Linked DNA regions of Salmo salar: region 1 is linked to region 2. A link is a contact called in public Hi-C data. All regions are on one chromosome and are shown on one strand. Each heading gives the region's core, a stretch centred on a gene start, on an enhancer-like site or on the middle of the called end of the contact. The rest is flanking DNA. Distances are from core to core; before and after follow the strand shown. Region 1 holds the start of LOC106613039 (hypermethylated in cancer 1 protein-like). Region 2 has its middle 43 kb from the start of LOC123724095.

Region 1 (5,811 bases), core at 2,323-4,822, 44 kb before region 2:
ACCTCTGTGACCAAGGTTATCAACAGTTCATCATGGGAACCTGGAAGTGAGCGAGACAATACCTCCTCTCCTCCAGGCCGGGTGACTTTGACCACTCTAATGAAACAGCAGCCAGCAGCATCTTGAACTTGGATAATACCAAGAGGAAGACCCTCGATCAGAAGATTGTCAGTTGCTATTGTGATTGAAATACCACAACACGCGTTGGCTGAGACATGAATAGGCTTCTGCTCGGTAAGTGTCCTACTAAATCAACATCTTTTGTCTAAAGCCCAGCAACAAGATAATGATGGTGAAATAATCAGGGAGCCGTCCAGTGGTGTTCATAATAACCTGTAGCAGCTCTTATCATACTGACACGGCGTTGGTCAGACAATGGGAGGATTGGCTGTTGGAGGGAGCAGTCACAATCCACAGCAAGGCTTATGGAATCGTCTATAGGGAACGGTTGAGTCGTTATGATCATTAAAGATAAGAGATTGAAAGTCACTGATTGACCAAAATAACTAAATTGACATATCAAATGTCTTATGGAAACCTTGTTGATTTCTGTCATGCAAATAGGTATTTTAAAAAGACACCTGCTACATATTTGGTAGTCAGCACCATGCTAACACCTGTGTAAAACATTGTAAGCAGGTACATTTTCATATCAAATGAGGAGTTCAGACAAATTGGCATATAATTTCCTGTTCAAAATAACAGATTGTCTAAAATAGAAGGGAAATGTAAATATGAACACAATATTAACCTCAATGATTCTGCTTTCAATAATTAATCAAATTTTGCAAAAAATTGTCATGCTTTTGGTACAGTTTTAGATATTTTTCAAATTATGGATTATATAGAGAGTTAAGTATTGTGCCCGTCTTTACCCATGCTTGTGCCACTGAGGGAAAAAAATATCACATTAGAAAGTTTTGGAACAAATAGTGACTGGCATCCATACGGTTTTAAGTGCTTTACTGATCTATTCTATGAGCCGTCCATTAAGCCGGCATATCTGGTAATACAGTGAATCTGACAGAAGAAGTTCACATACAGCTTGGAGTATGGAGAAAATATATACACTGAAATGGCAAAGCAAGTGTAATATGGATTTTTCTTAATTCCAAATAGAATATAAACACAGTGCAAATGAACGGGTTTAGCAGTGAATGACGGTAACTTTACGCACAGAAGGCTGCTGCGCACATTACAACCTAGAATGCCAACCATTGGGTGTCGCTGTGGGCGCACCCATCCGGCCATCAGCCCTGGTCTGATCCGACCCCGACCAAATCTGAAGAGGTGTCGATATAGTATTATTGCACGTGAGAAATAAAAGAGCGTGCGGGGCAGAGAGAAAGGGCGAACGGTGATAGAGAGTTGGAGAAAACACGGAAGAGGTTGGTAATAGCACGGAATTTTAGGCGAGTGAGCGTGGAAGTCTGGATGGGGGGATCCCGAGGAGAAGATTTCACAAACGGCCACGACACCAGACATGAGTCCGAGGTGGGTAAATGACAGTTGGGAGAGAGCGCGCGATGGCCTCCGCTAGCCTCATGAATATTTACATAACGTCTGCATACTTACCGCGACTTCAGGTGCATTCAGTCAGTGAAGCCAATACGAGCTCTCCTACTTATGTATATATTTATTTACTTTTTGAACAGTTGTCTGTCAGCTGGCAAGTATAGACTTAACATGCCAGCACCTGACGCCTAAATTATATCGCATTTTAAAAGCTTTAAATTATCGTGAGGTTGCTTAGGGGTAAATCTAAAACAAAATCTCCCGAGAATGTCTCTCAATCTAAAGTTACTTATTTTTCTTCGAAGGATTCGAGAGAGGAAACGTACCATACTAATTCAAAACAAACGTGTTTAACTTAAGATGTTTCTGATAACGGCAAAAGGCCCATTTGCAGTGACAACGATTTCCAATTAGTAGCCAAAGATTGGTATACCTACAGTCAATTGGTAGAAGAAAAATATATCCTTTGACATATGCTCAGCTTCTAAAAGTTTTAGAACTGATGTAAATTAGAAAAGTTGATTGAGAGATGATTTTCAGATTGTCAGACAACAGTGCAACTAGGCCCATTGCTGTGTATTAAAAATAGAAAAGGCTACAATAATTTGTAATTGTACATGATCAAATTCAGAACTGTGTACTACTGTGTGTAAAACACTGAAATCACTGTAGGCCTGAAAACAAACAAAACTGCATAAAATCCCTAAACAACCATAACAGCTGTCATGATTAATATATATTTAACAAAATTATGAAAACAACATGTAAAGTCTTGGTCCCATGTTTCATCAGCTAAAAACAAGAACAAAAGATCCCAGAAATTGTCCAGATGCACAAAAAGCTTATTTCGCAAATGTTGTGCACAAATTTGTTTAGATCCCTGATAGTGATCATTTCTCCTTTGTCAAAATAATCCATCCACCTGACAGGTGTGGCATATCAAGAAGCTGATTAAACAGCATGAAGAGTATCTGTCTGTAATAAAGATATTTTGTTGGGGCAAACTTATCCTGATTGGCCAATACCCTCACATGGTTGCACCCCTGCCCAGTCATGTGAAATACATAGATTAGGGCCTAATGAATTTTTCAATTGACTGATTTCCTTGAATGATGTTTCACTCAGTACAATCTTTGAAATTGTTGCATTTTTTTGTTCAGTATATTGTAATTATTTTGGGGCTAATTTACAGTACAATGTAGGTACACTTAATCACTTGTAACTGCGTGTATATGTAGCTTACCCCAAACGTAGAGTTAGGTACCTTTTCCGCTCCAAAATAGGCCCACGTTTTACGCATGAAAAGAAATAAGGCCAATGACTGCACTACTAGGTTACTATATAGTGTATGGTTGCAGGATTACCTTATATTTATATTTGATGGATAAATATCAGGGGACAGAGTTCTGCTCTTCCCCACCACCTCTGTCAGTGCTCTGAGTGTCACAGGATATGGGCCGTGGCAGTCTACTGTAAGCTCTTGTCTGCTTGTCTTTACCTGAGCAGGTGAGACTCATTAGACATTATGCTACAATCAGTAGACACCAAACTTTAACGATGAAGTGACTCTAAGTTAGCCAATGGGGGTTGGATTGTAGAATGTCACATCCGTATAGGCTATCAACGGTTTACCCACTAATAGTACACCATATCAATAGCACATTTTAAACTATCCAGTGGAGGCTGTTGGGGGGAGGAAGGCTCATAATAATGTCTGGAATGGAGTCAATGGAGTGGTATCAACCATATCAAACACATGGTCTCCTTGTGGTTAATACCATTACATTGACTCCATTCCAGCCATTATAATGAGCCGTCCTCCCCTCAGCAGCCTCCACTGAAACATCATAGGATGAACCTTATAAGTAGGTTTAATTGAAATATCCATGAACTAAAGGGCGTAGTGTTAAAGATCAGTTTCAGTCAAATGGTATATGAATAAACCAGCCATCATCTATCGGTGTGTAGGCTATTTCCCCATGGTCTAATTGTTGACAATAAGCATTTTTTTTACGGGTCTCATATGTCTCCAAACTTCAGTTCAGTACGAAACTGCTGTGGGATATACAATAAAGGCCTGTCTCTTTAAGACGAAGTCGCGATGTGTTGTGAAGTTCAAGTTGGGGTCAGTTGAATGAAGTTCCTGCCCTCGATTTTAACTTTGAGTTTTATTATAGACTGACATCGCACGGGGTGCTAAAACACTTACGGCGCATAGAGGCTCCATTATTGTGCGTTATAGCCTCGACACAAAAAATAGCCAAGGAAATTACTAAAATAAAACAGGAGGAAACTAATGCTGGACTAAGCACGTATTTTTTTAAAGGAGGGGGTGAGAAAGAGAGGGGAGGGGCAGATAGAGCGAGGGAAGGAGGACACAGAGAGAGAGAGAGAGGGAGGGAGGGAGGGAGGACGGAGAGAGTAACAAGAAATTCATAGCAATTAATAATAAAACGTTTTGGCAGTCGTGCTTGGAAAACTGGCATGGTTTTTGGAGGCTGGCAGTTCAAAGTTGAAACGTCAGAAATTACTCCAAAAGACTGCTGAGATGATCATTAAGGGAGACTTAGATCGGATGGCAGAAGAGATCGGGCATCCAGGTAACGTTTCAATACCAGCTTTTTAAAGACCACTACAGTTACAGAACAGGCAAAATTATTGAGACCAGATATTGACAATATTTCACTTTTTAGCGATTTTAATGTGAACATAGGGGGTTTATCGCGGGTTCAGTGTTTGGTTAGTGTTTGTGTATTTTGAATGCAAATGAGGAACTTTTAAAATCATAGTAATGTTTTCCTAATTTTGCGATGGAACCCATTAGTTAATAGATGTTTATTTGTAACAAGACATGGTTGCTTATGTGAGCAGTCTTTTGTTTGATTCAAACATTCTCAGCTCCAACAAATTACGAATAGACTACACAATTGTATCATGTTAAATGGATCACTGGACTAAATTCTATATACACTATAACAAGGTCAGATTTCTATTGGATTATTTGCTATCAGATGGTTGTGTAGGTATCTAGCTTTTATACAGAAAACAGCGTAGTTCAGTCTCTGGGTGTTCAGCATGATGCCTCGTCCTCAGTCAGTCAGTGGTAGTAAATTGATGCAGTGGGTCTCGGTGCAGCGTTCACCCCCCTTCCACCACAGTGCAGCTATAGGTCACAGCTCGCCTAGCATCGGACTAATGAAGGGTTCATGGTGCTTCACATGGAGTTGATTCTATTTTAGCCAGAGCGATGACGGCTTTATCTGTTCCTGTTCTGTTCCTCTCCCAACCCCTCTGCACGTTGCTATGTCAACATTTAATTGATGTCGTTTATCAAAACATCAATCATCAATCACAAAAATATTGACAACACAGTACGCAACACAGTATGTCATAGGCTATCACTAATTTATAGTTATTTCAATGAAATGTAGGGCTGCTTGAATTTCCGTTTGTACGATATTTGCGGAGATTATTTATTGTAGACTCATGGTTATCAGACTGAGATAACGACTGGTGATGCACTATAGAAGTCAGGGATGGTTTTATGCGCGTTGAAGTCTCGGGATGTGTCTAATGCAAGGACAAGATTACAGAAGTAGGAATTGCGAAAGCGAGATTTAAGATACCTAAATCATGTATATCATGTCGTTTTGTTGTTGTATCCTATCTTTAAAGGAAATAGGCCTATAAGCCTGAATAACAAATTACTTCTCTAATGGTCAATTTCTTGATAAACGATGTATTTAATAAGAAATGTTGTAAAAATCTATGGCCTAATGGACGCATTGAGTAGGAATATAATTACATTTTCTGAAGAAGTTGACAGGACTCAGAAGTAGGCGAGTCTGTTTTGTTAAAAGGGCAAATTTGAGTTTGCAGGCCTACTTCCCATCTCGGTGTGTATTCAATCAAATCTAATGATTTAATTAAGACATGGTTGCACAAAACTAGACTTATCTTTTACAACTTTACAAACTTTACTGCAGGCAAAATACCTTTTAAAAAAGGAGGCACATTTAAAAATATAAGTTTTGTTGGCCTATCTCATGCAAGTTAGTGGTTGACAAGGAAACTAACAGCCAGAACATAGTTTAAAACAAATAAAAAATGTAAAACCTTAGCCTGTGAGTTATTTTTTAGGAGGCCCCTTTAATAAAGGAGCTCGTGTGCACTTGTCTCCCGTCGGGATTATGAATGGAAGTCTGGGGTCTCTATTCTAGAGAGATGAGGCGCGCAGATCGCGAGTTTCAGCATTTGAAATGTCCCTGATAAGGAAGTCAACGAAATAGCGAATCA
Region 2 (6,115 bases), core at 1,079-3,578:
TCTCTGTCCCTGCAGAGTCGGCATGTCTCTCTGTCCCTGCAGAGTCGGCATGTCTCTCTGTCCCTGCAGAGTCGGCATGTCTCTCTGTCCCTGCAGAGTCGGCATGTCTCTCTGTCCCTGCAGAGTCGGCATGTCTCTCTGTCCCTGCAGAGTCGGCATGTCTCTCTGTCCCTGCAGAGTCGGCATGTCTCTCTGTCTCTGCATGTCTCTGCAGAGTCGGCATGTCTCTCTGTCCCTGCAGAGTCGGCATATCTCTCTGTCTCTGCATGTCTCTGCAGAGTCGGCATGTCTCTCTGTCCCTGCAGAGTCGGCATGTCTCTCTGTCTCTGCATCTCTCTGCAGAGTCGGCATGTCTCTCTGTCCCTGCAGAGTCGGCATGTCTCTCTGTCCCTGCAGAGTCGGCATGTCTCTCTGTCTCTGCAGAGTCGGCATGTCTCTCTGTCCCTGCAGAGTCGGCATGTCTTGAGCTGTTTCCTGCTGGCTGCCCAGCCCTGACCCGCCTGGCTGAGGCTCGGCCACATACACGCACACACACACACACACACACACACACACACACACACACACACACACACACACACACACACACACACACACACACACACACACACACACACACACACACACACACACACACACACACACACACACACACACACACACACACACACACACACATGCTAACTAGGGTCCCAGGCAGGAAAGAGGACAGTCTCCTCAACAGGTGCTCTGCTGGGCTTCTGTAACTCATCATAGTCTGAAGTACACAAACATTATGACACCACATTCCACTGTTAGTGTAGCCTACCTAAACTAGACTGGTCATTATTCTACTGTTAGTGTAGCCTACCTAAACTAGACTGGTCATTATTCTACTGTTACTGTAGCCTACCTAAACTAGACTGGTCATTATTCTACTGTTAGTGTAGCCTACCTAAACTAGACTGGTCATTATTCTACTGTTAGTGTAGCCTACCTAAACTAGACTGGTCATTATTCTACTGTTAGTGTAGCCTACCTAAACTAGACTGGTCATTATTCTACTGTTAGTGTAGCCTACCTAAACTAGACTGGTCATTATTCTACTGTTAGTGTAGCCTACCTAAACTAGACTGGTCATTATTCTACTGTTACTGTAGCCTACCTAAACTAGACTGGTCATTATTCTACTGTTAGTGTATCCTACCTAAACTAGACTGGTCATTATTCTACTGTTACTGTAGCCTACCTAAACTAGACTGGTCATTATTCTACTGTTAGTGTAGCCTACCTAAACTAGACTGGTCATTATTCTACTGTTACTGTAGCCTACCTAAACTAGACTGGTCATTATTCTACTGTTAGTGTAGCCTACCTAAACTAGACTGGTCATTATTCTACTGTTACTGTAGCCTACCTAAACTAGACTGGTCATTATTCTACTGTTAGTGTAGCCTACCTAAACTAGACTGGTCATTATTCTACTGTTAGTGTAGCCTACCTAAACTAGACTGGTCATTATTCTACTGTTACTGTAGCCTACCTAAACTAGACTGGTCATTATTCTGCTGGTAGTGTAGCCTACCTAAACTAGACTGGTCATTATTCTACTGTTAGTGTAGCCTACCTAAACTAGACTGGTCATTATTCTACTGTTACTGTAGCCTACCTAAACTAGACTGGTCATTATTCTACTGTTAGTGTAGCCTACCTAAACTAGACTGGTCATTATTCTACTGTTACTGTAGCCTACCTAAACTAGACTGGTCATTATTCTGCTGGTAGTGTAGCCTACCTAAACTAGACTGGTCATTATTCTACTGTTACTGTAGCCTACCTAAACTAGACTGGTCATTATTCTACTGTTACTGTAGCCTACCTAAACTAGACTGGTCATTATTGTAGTCTGTCCATTGCTGCATTGCCCCAGTTAAGCTGTTGTGTTGTGTTGTGTTGTGTTGTGTTGTGTTGTGTTGTGTTGTGTTGTGTGTAAGACCCTAACCGGACGGTATGAGGAAGTGAGCCTGGAGTTAGCCTGAACAATAAAGGTGAGACTGGCTATTCTACTGTGTTCAGCTTTATTATCATTTACCTCCAGTCCTGCAAGTGTGTGTGTGTGTGTGTGTGTGTGTGTGTGTGTGTGTGTGTGTGTGTGTGTGTGTGTGTGTGTGTGTGTGTGTGTGTGTGTGTGTGTGTGTGTGTGTGTGTGTGTGTGTGTGTGTGTGTGTGTGTCTGGTTTTACCATCGTGGTTTTCTAGTGGCATGTCCCCATGCTAGCCTGCTGCGTGCTGTGGTGTGGCGTAGCTACGTGTGGAGAGTGGGACAGTGGCGTGTTGAGTGTGGCGGGCCAGGCACGTTTCCCCTCATAGCTGGGGCATGATGTCAGTCTCTATGTGGGGCCTGAGGGGGCGGGGGCAGGAACAGAGCAGGGGACACTGACTCGGTGCCAAGGAGATGAAGAGGAGGGAGGGAGGGAGGGACCTCATCAAGGAGAGCTGGATCAGGAAGTGAATGAGGTCTGAGTGCATCAACCTGGCTGGGAGACGTCAACTCTTACAAACCGTTGTGTGACACTGACAGCAATGGCACTGGATTTGCTGTAGTGACATTTTCAATGGAAGCCTGGTTCCACACCTCAGTAAACCACCCGCTTTGCAATGACTGGTTGTAAAATGTAAAATGCCCATAAACCAGTAATGAGCAGAAGCTGAGATACTCTACATTGGATACTGTACAGTCTGGAAGGTAGCACAGTGTCATGCTCTGTTGTCATATTGCCCTCACAGTACAGTACCTCTACTACTCTAAGTCAATTATCAGCCTCTGATCTGTAATTATCAGCAATTATCTTCCTACCACCACTCCTTTTCTCAGTTCTACTGGCGTCCCCTTTCTGTGTTGAGGCCTACCCCACTCCCTTTCCTGTGATTCCACTAAGAGTGTTTACAGTCCTGACATATTATTAACACTCATATTAAACAGCGAGGGTACCACCCTGTACCGACAGAGCTCTTGGAAAGCACTTCACTAATGGAGGTGAAGTCACAGCTGTCTCGGCCAACCAAGTGGCACACTTCTAAACATAACATACTGTATATCCATTGGAGAGGTCGGTCACTCTACTTGGAGTACATTACCCATAACACCTTTTAAGAGATGTTATAGCCAAGACATTATGCATAATGTACCCGGCCAGTACACACATTCAGCACTGATTACTGAACAACACAGCCTTGATGTGATAGAGTGCATGATAGTAAGCTGCTTTAGGGAGTAAATTATCATTTAAATGGTTTACTTCTTCACAAGAGTCTGATTCCTCTCAGGTTTTATATCAGTGTGTGATCTCTGCTATCCTCTGTAACAACTTGGCTCCACTTGATGTATTGGGCCCCACTGTTTTCATAATAATATTGTTCTATTGTCCAGTCCTCCCATTCTGCTGTCTATTTTTACCACTGCTCATATGAATCAGCCAATAGGGGGTATTGTTTATGTCTATTCTCTAAACATAACACCGGCAACCACAGGTAGAGTGTGAATGGGACTCCATGTTAACGATGACACATGGTCCTCGCCTCCCTGTGTGTGTATAATTACAACCAAATGGCGGATAGTGTATGTGTGTGTATGAGCGTGCGTGTGTGTATGAGCGTGCGTGTGTGTGTGTGTGTGTGTGTGTGTGTGTGTGTGTGTGTGTGTGTGTGTGTGTGTGTGTGTGTGTGTGTGTGTGTGTGTGTGTGTGTGTGTGTGTGTGTGTGTGTGTGTGTGTGTGTGTGTGTGTGAGTTGAGCACATGGTTTCTCTCCCCCGTGCGTCTCTAATCAGACAGTCCCCAGGAGTATGACGTGAGAGGGGTCTAACTGCACTGAGCCACTAAGCTACATCATAAATCAGCTCTGCCCTTGGAAAGACCTGCACACGCAACACAAGCTAGGCTAACACGCTAATGTACCATAGCTACCGAGTATGTAACTGCAACATCGCTCGGTTCTGTTGACATACTGTAGGACGGGGTGTCAAATCGATTTTGCTGTGTATTCAGTCTTCACCAATGTTTTTCTAATGTTCGATGCACACTGAATGTCTGCTTTTGACTCTGTGATGGTCAGAGTGAAGAGACTGTATACATGTAGGTCCATTGTCATTTCTACACAGTCCAACTGACAATCTCTTAGGAAAAAAATATGAACTATTGGAACCAAGACTTTAAAAGAACTGATATTGGCATAAGATGGAGGGAATGTTGGAGCGTAACTAACAAAATTACAGTTAACAAAAATGTATTGCTTAATCCAGTATAAACTCATGTATATAATTTATTATAAAAGAGATCAAATTCAGAAATGCTAAAGCACAATGGCAGAGTCATGTCTTAAGTGTAAAACTAACAATGACTCAATAATCCAGGCCTTCTGGGAATGCTATGAAGTCAGAAGTCATGGGCAGAGTTAGAAAGTTGACTGTCAGAAGTATTACAACGTAAACGTACTGTTAATCTGTCTGTCCGCATATTTCAAGACATGAGAGACAAGATATGAGGGTGCAGTGACATACCCGATGGTTGGATGATTCTCTTCTGGAAATCAACCAATCCTCCACCGTTAACACAATCGAAAGGTCAAATGCTGTATTATCTAAATGTTGAAAGTGCGTGGGCGACGAAGAGAAACAAAATGGTGCATTTTGAAGCCATGCGCTGGAGATGGGGGTGTGAGCAGGTGGGTCTGGGCAGGGGTGACGTTGTGAATGTTTATGTGTGTCTGTATGTTTTCGTTTGTATGTGCATAAATAAAATTAGAAAAGAAAAAACTATTCTATGTAGATTGAGATGGACTTTTCTCCCACCCAAAAAAGAAAGTTATCTATTTGACAATGAGTATTTTTTTTACTCAAACCCCCCGTGGCCCACATTGAACTGGGCCATATGTTTGACATCCCTGATTTAGTGCAAAGTGAGTTTAGGACTAACCATTGGGCCGACAGCAACTTGAGATCATGCTGAAAAGGCAGAATGGCAATATGAGTGTGTGGAAGGAGGATAGAATAGAGTGGGTTATAATCTGCCTTGATTCAATTACAGTAGCCTACAGTAGGCCACATTTGGCTGGACTGGGTGGTCCTTGATGGCGAGGCCAAGTCCTGTCTATCAAAGATATGTAATTTGTTTCCTATCCTGGTCTGACCATAAGCCATCTCTTTTGTCTTTTCTCCATTTTCTCCATCTCTCCCCACTGTTTGGTCCATCCCTCCCTTTCTCCATCCCTTTCCAGACCTCCTCTCTCTTTCAATGCTCACAGGCTGCCTCACCCTCTCCTCCCTCTTTCTCCCCTCCCTTTCTCCCACATCTGGCTAGGCAGCTGTGGCTGGCTAGGGTTCAGTGAGGGAGGGGCGGGGGTGGGGGGAGAGGGTTGAAGGGTTGGATGGGCTATCGGTTGCTTAGCCCAGCGCACTGTTAAAAAACAGATTGAGCTTTCTTGACACCAAAAAAAGTGAACCGCACAAAAAGTTCAAACTAAATCTCCTCAGTCTCTCTCAGCCTGTCTATCAAAGTGCCTCCCTGTGCACTATTAAACTATTTTAAACAGCCCAGCCCAGCCCAGCCCAGCAGGGAGAGAAGGAGACGGAGAGAAGGAGAAAGGGAGAGAGGGAGAGTGGGGGACAGGGGAGAAGCAGGGGAAGGAGATGGGAGAGTGGTAAGGTCAATATTCTCAATTATCTGATTTCTACATCTTAAATACATGAATCAATCTAACCCCGGGGCGCTTTCATTTAAAACTGAGCAGACCAGAGAGCGAGGGAAGAGGTGGAGGGACATATGAAAAGGGGGTTGGTCTGATGTTGTTGCCAGTATCACACGGAAGCTCTTTCCTCTTCCTTCTGAGGTCAGTGTGATGACCATACATTCCACATGACATCATGGCTACTATGTGCGGTAGCCTATATACAGTAGTGCATTTCCTTTGTCCAAAGAAGTGCACTACACAGGGAATATGGTGCCATTAGGGATGCTGTGTGGCCACAGATGATGGTATCCACATCAAATCAAACTGTATTTGTCGCATGCGCGACAAGCCCTTAACCAACAATGCAGATCAGGAAATACAGTTAATAAAATATTTACTAAATAAACTAAA

Evidence for each region. Hi-C and Micro-C count contacts between places; a contact is called where the count stands out from the background.
Region 1: a Hi-C map of muscle shows a contact between it and region 2, with 8 times the contacts expected there. The contact joins the promoter of LOC106613039 here to the enhancer-like site in region 2. A contact is called at or near these places in 2 of 3 Hi-C or Micro-C datasets (gill and muscle).

The regions. Positions count from the first base shown.
Region 1 is chrssa09:131,949,907-131,955,717 of Ssal_v3.1, reverse strand. LOC106613039 (hypermethylated in cancer 1 protein-like) reads left to right here and starts at 3,572. Exons shown (of 4, transcript XM_014214919.2): 1 at 3,572-4,115. The coding sequence starts at 4,064. LOC123744740 (a long non-coding RNA gene) reads left to right here and starts at 1,273. Exons shown (of 2, transcript XR_006771171.1): 1 at 1,273-1,494.
Region 2 is chrssa09:131,904,249-131,910,363 of Ssal_v3.1, reverse strand. No RefSeq gene overlaps it. Among protein-coding and RNA genes, the nearest start is that of LOC123724095, 43 kb to the right of the region's middle. Within about 2 kb of position 2,328, at least 1 of the 13 cell types and tissues checked has an H3K27ac peak or open chromatin away from gene starts, as enhancers often do. A contact at or near this core is called in muscle, where this site is marked.